Linked DNA regions of Sus scrofa: region 1 is linked to region 2. A link is a contact called in public promoter capture Hi-C data. All regions are on one chromosome and are shown on one strand. The core of a region is the stretch at or near the end of the contact, and the rest is flanking DNA. Distances in the headings are between cores, read along the strand shown. Region 1 holds the start of SLC9A8 (sodium/hydrogen exchanger 8). Region 2 holds the start of ZNFX1 (NFX1-type zinc finger-containing protein 1).

The links. Promoter capture Hi-C pulls out the DNA fragments that hold promoters and counts their contacts.
Region 1: a promoter capture Hi-C map of liver shows a contact between it and region 2, with 2.9 times the contacts expected there. The contact joins the promoter of SLC9A8 here to the promoter of ZNFX1 in region 2. A contact is called at or near these places in 1 of 5 promoter capture datasets (liver) and 1 of 2 datasets of contacts at active chromatin or transcription factors (alveolar macrophages).

What each region holds. Positions count from the first base shown.
Region 1 is chr17:51,398,540-51,405,384 of Sscrofa11.1, reverse strand. It overlaps SLC9A8 (sodium/hydrogen exchanger 8), which reads right to left and starts at 3,881. Exons shown (of 17, transcript XR_002340027.1): 1 at 3,739-3,881; 2 at 1,219-1,397. It overlaps LOC106506057 (a long non-coding RNA gene), which reads left to right and starts at 3,926. Exons shown (of 3, transcript XR_001301039.2): 1 at 3,926-4,043; 2 at 5,524-5,618; 3 at 5,717-6,777.
Region 2 is chr17:50,954,016-50,959,972 of Sscrofa11.1, reverse strand. It overlaps ZNFX1 (NFX1-type zinc finger-containing protein 1), which reads left to right and starts at 1,251. Exons shown (of 14, transcript XM_021077518.1): 1 at 1,251-1,707; 2 at 3,713-3,867. The coding sequence starts at 3,780. It overlaps LOC100627868 (a long non-coding RNA gene), which reads right to left and starts at 1,132. Exons shown (of 5, transcript XR_300503.3): 1 at 984-1,132; 2 at 549-658. LOC106506050 (a long non-coding RNA gene) reads left to right here. Exons shown (of 3, transcript XR_002339902.1): 3 at 481-572.

The DNA of each region.
Region 1 (6,845 bases), core at 2,632-5,131, 440 kb before region 2:
AACTTTCAAACAAGACTTTGGAGGCTCATATTCTAAGCTCTCTCTTCTTAGCTAATCCAAAGCGATTGTGCAGTGTCAACTGGGGGTTTTTTGGTTTGTTTGTTTAAAACAGTTATCTACTGTCCAGAGTCTCTGGAAGGCATCTAAGTTACTGCCTTCTATCTAAGCTTCTCAATCCATGTCTGACAACCTGGATGTCACTCTCTAGTCTCCCTCAAACCAGGTTTGTCAATCACTTAACCTCTCTGGGCCTAAATTTCACCTGTTAAAGGAGGATGAATAAAATGAGATAAGCTTGGGAAAGTGAATCCGTTTAGAGAGAAACATTACGTAAGTCAGTAACAGCTCGGGTGGTACACAGCTACAGCAAAAGTCACGACCAGTTAACTGTCATGACAGAGGTTAACGCGAACAGCGTGCTAGGGCAAAGGTGTCTGATCTTTTACTCAACAGCAAAACCCTTAACTAATCAAAGTTTTACACAGAGGCCTAATAGATACAAGAGACAAAGTGCTGCTCTGGTCAGAAAGTCAGAGGCTCTTCCATTTGACACCCCCTCCAGCTACTGCCACCCACCCAGCCACCCGGCCCCCCATAGGTGGACACTCGTCAGCAGAGTCTGAAGTACACTAAACTAGAAGACGTTAAAGGTTCTTTCAAGATCAAAGATTCTTTAATTCTTTCTTTCAGAGGACATCTAAGATGCTACATAAAGAAAGGGCTCTTCAAAATTGCTAAGTTCAATGACTTTACAAAGAAAAAAGGAGTATCCTGTGATGATGTTATGAACTGACTGATCATTGACCCTCAGCGTTTGAAGTGAACCAGATGGGAGGAAGACCTGACAAAGTCAACACCAGATAGTGTTCTCACTGTGGCTCATGGGGTTAAGAACCCCACTCGTACCCATGATGCAGGTTCGATTCCTGGCCTCACTCAGTGGGTTAATGATCTGGCGTTGCTGCCAGTCTCAGCACAGGTCACAGACGCAACTTGGATCTGGCGCTGCTTCGGCCGGCAGCTGCAGCTCCAATTCGACCCCTAGCCTGGGAACTTCCGTGTGCCACAGGTGCAGCCTTAAAAGAAAAAAAAGGAAAAAAAAGAAAAAATAATAAATTAAAAAAAAAAAGTCAACAGCAGTGGACATGGGGTTAACCATATAGACAGGGTACACAGACACTCATAAGGGTAGCAGGTGGTGTTTCTGCATGCATTCACCTAGGACGAGGAGGCTGAAGAAAATGGTCATGCCGCTCGACTGCTCCTCCTGCTGAGCCTGTTCCCCTGTCTGCACGGGGAGGATGGGCTTGGCAGGGGTCGGGAGCACCAGTTTCGTAGTGACAACTGGGGTGGTGTGAAGGGTGACATTGAAACCTTCGTGAGTTGTATTGGGGAACCTGTTGGAGAACATAAAAAGCAGCAGAATTAGACAAGGGACAAGGGCCCCACAGGATCAATGCACGCACAAACCAGAAAGAGAATGGGGCACAGAGCTTTATGGGACTCACAAGTCTTGCAACCAACAGGAAGGCCTTGGAGGGAAAATGATTAGGAAAATCCCTGCCTGCCACAGCAGCAAGGTACCAGCAGCCTCAGGGGCTCTGACAGAGCCACAGGACAGAGAGAAAGGGGAATCAGGGCGGGTGTAGAAACAAAATGCTGCCTGCTCTTTGCACTTAACGGGGGATTTAAGTGGAAGCAAACTAGAATCCGGTGACAGTCCGAAGCCCATTACTGTTTACGTATTTTATTTCTCCAGTGGACATTCTTTCCCTGGGATTCCCCCGCCACCCCTTACAAACTGAAGAAACCACCTGAATCTGCCCAGTTGCTGATCTGGTCAGAATGTCCCACGCTACTTTACACAACCCTCCTCTGAGTTCAAGAGGCCCACGTGTAAGCCCCTCTGCAATATCCCACTCCACCCCACCCCCGTGTTCCTCACAGTTATCTCACATTGTGCTGGGACTGTAAACTAGCCCAACACTGACACAACAATCATGGTAATTGTGATTAGAACAACTAATGCTCAGGGTTTTTGTTTTTGTTTTTTTTTTGTCTTTTCTAGGGCCGCATCTGCGGCATATGGAAGTTCCCAGCCTAGGGGTCTAATCGGAGCTACAGCTGCCGGCCCACACCAGAGCCACAGCAATGCCAGGTCCAAGCCGCATCTGCAACCTACACCACAGCTCACGGCAACGCCAGATCCTTAACCCACTAAACGAGGTCAGGGATCAAACCCGCAACCTCATAGTTCCTAGTCGGATTCGTTAACCACTGAGCCACAACGGGAACTCCAGAACAACTAATGTTTTATTCCAGGGGCCAGATAACACACAATCTACTTAACATAACCTACTTAATAGGCATAACAAGTCTGAGGTAGGGTACTACTACTTTCTCTCTTTCACTCATGAATAGCAGGCTCTGAAACATATAACTTGGCAAATATCACTGTTATCGGCAGAAACAAGCTCTGAAACCAAACTGGAAATCACTGGGCCATATGACCTCTTTTGCTTTGTGCTGCTGAGGCCCAGTTTAGTGTCTGGGACAGAGAAGATGATCAACAAGTAAGCTGACTACAGAGTTCGCATCCTGGCTCAGCAGCAACGAACCTGACTAGTACCCACGGGGACACAGGTTGATCCCTGGCCTCGATCACTGGGTTAAGGATCTGGCGTCGCCATGAGCTGTGGTGTAGATTGCAGATGCAGCCCATATCTGGTGTTGCTGTGAACTTCCATATGCCGAAGTAAGCTGACTAAATAAAATGACCACCAGGCCAAAAGACATACATGAAATGTTGTCAGGTGAGGAAGTCAAATTTCAACCACTGGTTGATTCCTTGTTACTTTTTACATACTCATTCCACAAACATAGATAGGGCATCTATAACCTGCAATAGACTGTGCCTGGCAGGTGGGTAGATGGACTAAGAGTGGTCCTTCTCCAGAAGTACCTGGAGGACAGATAACCCCACTCCCTTTACCTCATCTTGTACAGCTAGCCCCCCTGCTCACTACACTCCTGCCATCCTGCCTTCGTCCCTCAAAAAGGCACTCAGTTCTTTCTAGATTCTAGGTTTTTGCACCTGCTTGTTCCTCTCCCACCCCTCCTTCTGGTCATAAAGGTTTCATCTGGCACACCACCTCTTTCTGAGAAGCCCCCTGCACCCTAATGCCACTGCGTTTCTTTCAGAGCACTGAAAGCATGCTATTTATGGTCTTTTTTCCCCACTAACACGGAAGCTCTCTGAGAGCCGCTCCTGGTCGGCCTCCGTCACTACCATGAGACCAGGGGCCGCAAAAGATTAGATGGCTAGTTAATGAACAGATAAGATTCAGTGAAAAGAAACATATGAAAAATGATCGTTACAATGGAGGAGGCGGCTGGCTACTTATGGGGAGCGCGTGGGTGACTTTCTGGAGGCGGCGGAGCGCTGCGAAATCAGATGACCGAAAACTGGGAAAGTGAAATTTGGGTTGCAGTTTGCGCAAGACGGCTTTCGAGACCTACGCTGGGCAGCCGATCCCCAGCCCGAGGGTCCAACCTCAAGGAGGCTGCAGGGCCCAGGCCCGTCCCTCCCGCCCTCCTCGCAGGGGCCGGCACGGTCAGTCCTGGCCAACCAGCACAAGGAGCTCCGCCTTCGGGGGCCGGAGGGCGGCCTGAGGTGCTCGCCGTCACCCGATGGGGCCCAGCCCTGCCGCCTCCGCCGCCCGGGAAAAGCCCACTCACTCCTCTTCCGCCATCTTCTCCCCCATCCGGCCGAGCCTCCGAGACCACCGAGTTCGGAGCCGCGGGGCTAGCGGGCCCGCTTGTGCTTCCGGCTTCCGCTGGAGGCGCGGGCGGGTCGACGAGCGGGGGGCGGGGTCTCGGCTGCGCGAGGGCGGCATTTCTGTCCCTTCGTCTCTATGGCCCGAGGGTGGGAGGAGACTCGTGGGGGGCGGGGGCGAAATCTGTGGGAACTTTCAGGATGTGTGTCCGGCCTCCGTCTCTTGACCCTGGGGCCTCACGAGGTTCCGGCTTTGCCCTTCCACAGGGTAGGGACGTTTGGGGGACGTTTGACCTGTGAGGTCACTGTGACTCACCCTAAGAGCAAGTTCTTTCCATCCAGTGCCAGGGCTTCACCATGCTAAAATTGGGAAGGAAGCTTCTAACGTAGAGGGACCCCAGGGGTATACTTACCCAATCTGTTTTCCCCAGCCGTAAAGAGAACTAGCCACTTGTGTTTGTGCAGGATTGTGCAATATCCTTCTGTCAACGTTGAGTTCTCACTCTACGCCTATCCTTAAAGCAGATGATAATGACCTAGAGATGGATCATTCATTATTTTTTCCCTGTGTCAGCAGATGCTCATTAGACGCCTATTTGTGTCTGGCAGTGGTCTGTAGGGGTGGGGATACAGGAAGGAACAAGGTGAGGTTGGAGGGATAGGAAGGACCCCATCAGGGGAGTTGGTACCTCCCTTCCTGGTTGAAACCATCACATCTCAACAGCTTTGATAGCTTCCTATCTGCCCTTATTCCTTCAGCTTTTCCACACAGCTGTCCCAGTGATCCTTTTAAACTTCCCAGTCACTCTGCTGCTCAAAGCCTATACTGGCTTCCAGTCTTAATCAGAGGGGAAAAATTTTGGAGAACCTACAGGACCCAACCGTATCACCTCTACCTTCTGAGGTGCACACTCTCCACTGTAGTCACAGTGCCTTCCTTGGAATACCTGAGACCGGGAACGCTTCCACCTCTGCACTAGCTGAGCCCTTATTCTAGAATACTCGGCTCCTAGGTTTCCCCTTGGTTCCCACTTTTCCCACTTTCAGGCTTTCGGTTTATCCTTTCCTTGTCCGTTATGCCTTCCCTGACCATCCTATCTAAAATCGAAACCCTCTCCCCTGCTCTGTGTTATTTTCCTCCATAACAGTGAGCATATTGTATATTTTACTCATGTATTCCTATAGTCTCTTCTCTCGGCGAGAATGTAAACTTGGGAATGCGGAGGCATTTGTTCTCTGTTTATCTCCAGTGCTGAGAACAATACCTGGCACGTAGTAAATACTCAAGAACAAATGATCCTTGAATAAGTAAAAAGTTAGTCAATTCCAGAAGTGTTAGGAAACAGAAAGTTTTTGAAAAGAGGAGTACTGTGGAAAGCTGGGGGTGGGGGGGTGGCGGAGTGGACGGGCAAGAATGGAAACCAGTTATCCAGGTGAGGGCTGATGGCACTTTGAATCAAGGTGACAGCATGGATATGGCAGGAATGGTTGGACTATGGGTAGATATTGAAGGCAGGATTGGCTGAAGGACTGTGTCACCTAAAAGAAAGAGGGGAGTCAGGGATGATGTCAGGGTTTTGGCCCTTGAGGAACTGGGTGGAGAAGAGAGCTGTTTGGCTCAAAGCTGGACTCCCCTGCTGCGCTAAGACCTCTTAAGACTGTTGTCAAATCTAATTGAGAAAATGGATGTTCTTCCTGTGGGTGTGGTGCTGGGCTATTGTTTCCTTAATTCTTTACATTTCTTTCAGGCAGATACTATCCTCCGCCCACAAGGTGAGGTGCAGAGAAGTCCAGACACTTGCCCGAAGTCACACAGCTGGCAAGTATCGAGGGTGGGATTCAGGTACAGTCTTTGTTTTTAACCAGTACCCCCTGTTGCTCGTCACTGCCTTAATTTCTCTGGGTCCAAAATGGGACTAACAGCCTACTTTCCTCCCTTAGCCCAGAGCTTGGCAGGAATGAACTGGCATGTAAAGTACTGAGAACGGGGTTGTCTCTGAGCCTGAACCACATTTATGAACCAAGAAGCGGAGGCTGTTACTCTTCTTCCAGCCCCAGAAAACCCCACCTGGCTGGAGTCGGGCCCCTGTGGGCTGGGTGTTGGCTTCCTTGCATCAGGCTGCAGGCTGTGGGCCAGTCGGGATGAAAGCGGGGCCCAGAATTCATCGAGGGGCTGCCTCATTGTACTTGCCGTCCCACCCACGGCCTTCACCATAGATTCTGCTGCTCTCATGAACCTGTTAGCAAGTAGGAGACCATAGAACAGTGGCTCTCGGGACTGTGGGCCAATCCCGGGCCCTCTATACCTGCTCCTGGGAATAAATCTAGGACCCCTTGTCATTGCCCCCTGGAAGGCAAATATAGCCTTTCAACCTGCAGTTCTGGGTTCCTGTGCTATGCCTGGCTGAGAAGGGGCTGGCATGCAGGCTCTGGTGCCAGGCTGTCCTCTGGACCCCAACTCAGGACGCTGTCACCCTGGGACACCACAGCACCCTCAGAGCCTTGGATTAGAAAGAAAGCTCTTGCCCTGGTTCTCTGTTCTCTCTGCCCTCTTAACCCAGTCTTCCTCCTTCTTGCCATTCAGGTCTCAGCTTACATGTCACCTCCTCAGGGAGGCCCTCCCTGACCACTCAGTCTAAAGCAGGGGTCAGTAAACTTTTCCTGTATAGAGCCACACAGTAAATATTTTAGGCTTTGTAGGCATTCTGATCTGTGGCAACCACTCAACTGTGCCATTGCAGTGGGAAAGGAGCCATGGATGATTTAAATAGGCATGGATGTGTTCCAGTAAAACTCTGTGGATATTGAAGTTTGAATTTCTTATGATTTTCACATGTCATGAAATGTTCTTTTTATTTATTTTTTCAACCGTTTAAAAATGTGGAAACCTCCTGGGTCATATGAAAACAGGTGGCAGTCTGGATCTGGCCCACTGTGGGCTGCCGACCCCTGGTCTAGTATTTTATTTTTATTTTATTTTTTATTTTTGTCTTTTTGCTATTTCTTTGGGCCGTTCCCACGGCACATGGAGGTTCCCAGGCTAGGGGTTGAATCGGAGCTGCAGCCGCCA
Region 2 (5,957 bases), core at 2-2,501:
TCTGTTGTTGTTGTTGCTATTTCTTGGGCCGCTCCCGCGGCATATGGAGGTTCCCAGGCTAGGGGTTGAATCGGAGCTGTAGCCACCGGCCTACGCCAGAGCCACAGCAACGCGGGATCCGAGCCGTGTCTGCAACCTACACCACAGCTCACGGCAACGCCAGATCATTAACCCACTGAGCAAGGGCAGGGACCGAACCCGCAACCTCATGGTTCCTAGTCGGATTCGTTAACCACTGCGCCACGACGGGAACTCCTGGACATGAATCTTTAACCCACTCCTCAACTGATAGCAAAGGGATGTGAGGAATGGTGACTTAATCTTGCAGGAAGAAAAGGGCAAAAAAACCATGGCGAGGACTGATGACATAGGTAACTGGGTAAGGCCAATAGGACAAAACCACATCCTTCTGGACCCCACGTAGGTAACCTCCACCTTTGTGCTTATTTGCTGTCCTTAACTTCCCTTTTTCTCTCCAAGGTCATCTATCAAACTAAAGTTCTTTAAAACACGCATTTCCTACAACGGGCCAAAATACAAACGCTTACCCCAGAGATCAGGAGACTGAAGATTGTGGATGTCTATACATGGTTGCCTTAGAGGCCCAGCAGGAGTCGTCTTCTCCGAGATCCATCCTGCAGTCTCTGATCATGCAAACCTGCGAACAAAGCAAGGTCATCAATCGCCATCTTTCCAGAGTTAGGAAAAAAAGAACGTGGCAGGGCCTTTTGTGGCTAGTGTATCAGAATTAACTGGCAAGTACTCAAAAACATCAGCATTGTCGATCTGATGGGGAAAAAAGTAAAGTCATCATTTACACCAGCCACGGGCTCCACCCACAGGCCCGAGCACATGGAGCGAGTTTCTCCAGCTTTAATTTATCTCCCTTAGTGGGCCTATGACCTATATCAAAACAAGGGGGACCCAAGAAGAGGACGGCAAAAGCAACCACACAAAGACAAAGATACCTTTATCTCACTCACCACATGGAGTAGCACACCCACGTTCCCAGGGTAGAACGCCATCAGAAGAGGAACAGAGAGACAAAGGTTCCGACGAGCGCCGCAGAAGCGAAAGAACGCGAAACACTCGAGCCTCGCTTAAATAGCCTGAGGAGACTCTCACGCCTGCGCACTGGAGTCAAAGTGCTTCCTCCCCCTCCTTTCCGCGACGCGCAGCACCCTCTGGGAAATGTAGTCTCCGCGCGGCCCTGCCGGAGGCAAGTCTACTGGAGGTCGAGACCGCTCTAGCCCCGCCCCTTCTCTGCATACACGAGGCCACTCGGGCTGGTCGGCCTCGCCGCCATGTCGCGCTTCACACGCAACAAGCCGTCCGCCGGCTCCCCCCTCCTTCTGGGACCGTTGAGGCTTGCGACGGCCTTGGTTGCTGTTAACCCGCCTCCTGCAGTCCCCTCCCCTCAGCGGCTCCCGGCGGAGCCCACGGGCCCCGCCGCCTGGGGGAGCTGAGGCGACGCCCGAGCGTCTGCCTGCCCCTGCCCCGCCTGAGGGCGGGGGCGCCGGCTGGGCCAGGGCCAGGGCCCCTCCTTCTCGTGTTCCTCCTCCGGGCCGGCCCCCAGCTCCGCCGAGTGTCTGGGGAGAAAGGAAACCGAAAGTGCGAGGCTCCGGGCGGGGCCGCGGACCATCCAGGGCCCGAGTCCGAGCGCCAGTCCGCGGCGGCAGTGGTGGAGTGCGGACGTATCGGAGCTGGGTGAGTGACCCCTGCCCCGAGCCCTGGCCCCACACTTGCTCCGGGTCCCCGGCGGCCGCGCCACCCTGCCACTGTCGCCACTTTTGCCCTGGCGCCCGCCTCAGCGCTCCCGCCGCCGCCTCAGCCCCCGCGTCCCCATCACCCTCTTCGGCACCCGTCACCCCCTCTCAGCCCTCATCACTTCTCAGCGTCCCCTCTATCCACTTGAGTACCTGTCCCCTGTCCTCAGCGCCCCTCAGCACCCCATCCCCTCCTCATTGCCCATCGCCTCCATCACCCGTCTCTGTCCCGCCTCGGCACCCCTGGTACCCCCGCAGCGCCCCCTTCACCTCCTCTGCCCCCAGAGCCCTCCTCCGCTCTCTTCATCTAGTTTTTCTGTTCCCCCCATCTCGGCTCTCACTTTTTGTCACAGCACCCTCTTCGTCTTCCTTCATCCTCCCGTCGCCTCATTCATCCCTCATCCCCCATCTTCTAGAAGCACCCTCCGCTCCCATCCCTATTTCCAGGTCCCCCCTCACTTCAGCAAGCAACCCCTAGTTGAGTTCAGCCCCACACTTTTCTTGAGGCCCCCAGATCTCCTCCACTCTCCCCCACCTCTCTGCCGCTCTCCTCTTCAGCCTTGCCTTGGCACCTTCTTCATGTCCCCACACAGCCCTGGCTCTCCCTTGACCCTAAAATATCATTATCAGGACCTACTGGGCTCCTGGGTGCCAGAGACTCCTCCATTTTTTCTTAGACTCTCTCAGGACCCTGGAGACTTCCCCCTGAAACCCAGCTCTAACCTCTTTCATCTCACCCTGGTGATTAACATTCCTCTCTAATTTAACTCCTCTGCCAGCCTGACCATCACTGATTTTCTTCATCCTGCTCATTTAGGCCTTGATTCCCAAAGCAACCCACTCCAGTCTGCTTTTGTGTGTGTGTGTATAACATTTCCTGTTCCTCTCTGCTCCTCCCTTTCCTTTCTTTTTTCTTTCTTTTATCCCAGAAAAATTGTGAGTTTCTATTTTAGTATCTTTTAGCAAGAGGAAGAAGGAATTTTCCCCTCAGAATTTTTGTAATTAAAAAAAACTCCTCTAAATATTGAACCTGTGCCATGAGAGCTGGGTTTGATAAGGGATGGGATTCCTTATATTCCCAGCAGGCAGGAAAGGGACTTCTTTATCTGATGAGGATAAAAGCTATTCCTCATATGTTGCCAAATCTAGTCACAGTTTTCAACTATGTATGTTTTAAAACAGTGAGGGGGCAGTCGAAAAAGTCCCTTTGCTAAAGACTCTCAGTCACCCACTCTTTGCCTACCTCCAGCCAACATGACCTGTATGAGTTACATGGAGAAGTTCCCTTAGAAGGGGCTTCCTTGTCCTCTTACGGAACTACTGTCAAAAACCATCAAGGTAGAAAAAAAGAGAAGGAAAGAACCGCAGATTTCTTGCTGGTCCTGAGGAAGCAGCATCCCATAGGTTGCTGCTGGTTATAGGAACTTGTAATTTCTTTCTCTTGATTCAGTAGAGTGGAGGGCTTAATCAGTTTGGCTCTGTTCCAAAGAGTAGGATGAGCGATAACTGCTCACTAATTATTTACAAACTATAGAGTACTGAATAATATAAAGTCTGGATGGGGTGATGAATACATGATTTTAGGATTAATAAAAATGTACTCTTGCTGTCCTGGCAACAATATTTGTTTGCTTTATAGGAGAGGAAAATGAAACCTAGCAACTGATTAAGTAACTTGCCTAAAGGCATAAACCAAACAGATGTTTTCAATGGGAATTGATGATTACTCCCTCAACCCCAAGTACAAGGATAAAGGGAAGGGGGAATTTGATCCTTTGAAATTTGATTCTAAGTTTTGAATTTAGTTCTTTGTATTATAGTTGGGCATTCACAGAGTTGAACACTTGTGCACAAGATTAACATCTGTGCTTATTTCTTGGTTAACAAATTAAGATGGGGAGGCAGAAGGATTAACTTGACGGTGTTTTGGGTTTTTTTTCTTTTAGATGCTGTTTCAGGGGCACTAATAACTCTGGACCTGTGCAGACTTCCAGCTAACTGAGAGTAACGTGAATGTGGAGGAAATCAGGTGACTCAGACATGGAAAACCGAAGACCTTGTCTGGAGGCCAGACCCAGGAATCCCCGTATTAACCACAGAGGTGAGCAAGGTTTTCTACCCTTACATGGTCCTAGACAGATAATGGTTCCACTTAGGCTTTTTTGACTTTACGAGATAGTCTGAGCAATATGCATTCAGTAGAAACCATACTTCAAATTATGAATTTTGAACTTTTCCTGGGCTAGCAATACATGTGTGGTAAGATACTCTCTTATGCTGGGCACTGGCAGTGAACCTGAGCTCCCAGTCAGCCACCCTCTCCCAAGGGTAAACAAGCAACACATGGAGTTCCTTCCCATCGTCGCTCAGTGGTTAACGAACCCGAGTAGCATCCATGAGGACATGGGTTTAATCCCTGGCCTCGCTCAGTGGGTTAGGATCTGGTGTTGCCGTGAGCTGTGGTATAGTCATAGACATAGCTCTCATATCCCATGTTGCTATGGCTGTGGCGTAGGCCGGCGGCTACAGCTCTAATTTGACCCCTAGCCTGGGAACCTCCATATCCTGCTAGTGTGGCCCTAAAAGACAAAACAAACCAAAAAAAAAAACAAGCAACATACTTAAAACCATTCTTTACCCCAACAGCCAACCTGTGCTTCATGTTTAGTACAGTATTCAGTAAATTATGAGCTACTCGACAATTTTTTATTTTATTATAAAACACTTTTATTGTAAAATAGGCGTCATGTTAGATGATTTTGCCCACCTATAGACGAACATAAGTGTTCAGAGCACATTTAAGGTAGGCTAGGGTAAGCTGTGCTATTTGATAGATGAGGTGTATTAAATGCTTTTTTGGACTGAGAAAGTTTTCAACTTAAAATGGGCTTTCTGGGAAGTAACCCCATTATAAGTTGAAGAAAATCTGTAATGGGAAGGAAATTGAGTTCCTTATGGATGAGCAGGCCCTCCAAAATTGACTGAATCACTAAAGAGTGGTTTATTCCTTATCTACAGAATAAATGAATGATACCAGACAGCACTCTCCTTTCCTTAAGAGAGCTGATAAATGCATGCAGTTCATTTTTGCAAAGGTAGTGATGAGGTGTCAGAAATGGAGATAACTGGTTTAGAGCAGCATTATCCGATAGAAACACATACAAACAAAAATTTTAATTTTCTAGTACCATCATTAAAAACAAAAAGAATCAGGTGACATCCTTTTAAAGAATTTAATACTAATTTAATAAAATTTGATATTTGTCTTATTTAAGCCAATATATTCAAATAATATTTTATTATTATTATTGAATGTATTTTATTATAGTACTTTCTTTTTTGGGAGTTTTTGTCTTCCAGTTTTATTGAGATATAATTGACATACAGGACTGCATAAGTTAAAGGTGTACAACATGATTTGACTTACATATATCATGAAATGATTACCAAAATAGTTCTAGTGAATATCAACCAAATTATCTGGGTTGTTATAAAGATTGTTTCTAAGATGCTTAGTATACTACCTGACACATTAAAAAGCTCTTATTAATGTTAGTTACTACTAGCAGAACTACTAATATTTCTTATTGAGAATACCCTTGATTTCTAGGGCCATTGGTTCTGCCTCAAAACAATTAGGTCATAGGCAGAGGCATCAAAACTATGAAGAGAAACATTGCTTAAACTTTGCCCAGCATTAGATGGCAAAGGGGAAAGTAGGGCTTCCTTTACCAAGATGTTTCTGAGCCAATTAATAGATTGGGAAGGAAACTGAAAAACTCAATTTCTTTTCTTTCCTTTTTTTTTTTTTTTTTTTTTGGTCTTTTTGCCATTTCTTGGGCCGCTTCCGTGGCACATGGAGGTTCGCAAGCTAGGGGTTGAATCAGAGCCATAGCCGCCGGCCTACGCCAGAGCCACAGCAACATGGGATCCGAGTCGCATCTGCAACCTACATCACCGCTCACAGCAACGCCAGATCCTTAACCCACTGAGCAAGGCCAAGGAGCAAACCCACAACCTCATGGTTCCTAGTCAGATTCGTTAACCACTGAGCCACGACGGGAACTCCTGTATGTTTACTTTTTAAACTCCCAAGATATCATGAGAAAGTCCAGCTTTTAATATTCTGATCCGATTAGACGACTCAGTGTTTTGGAAGAGAGCAAAATCGTATCATTTCTCATTCTTTGA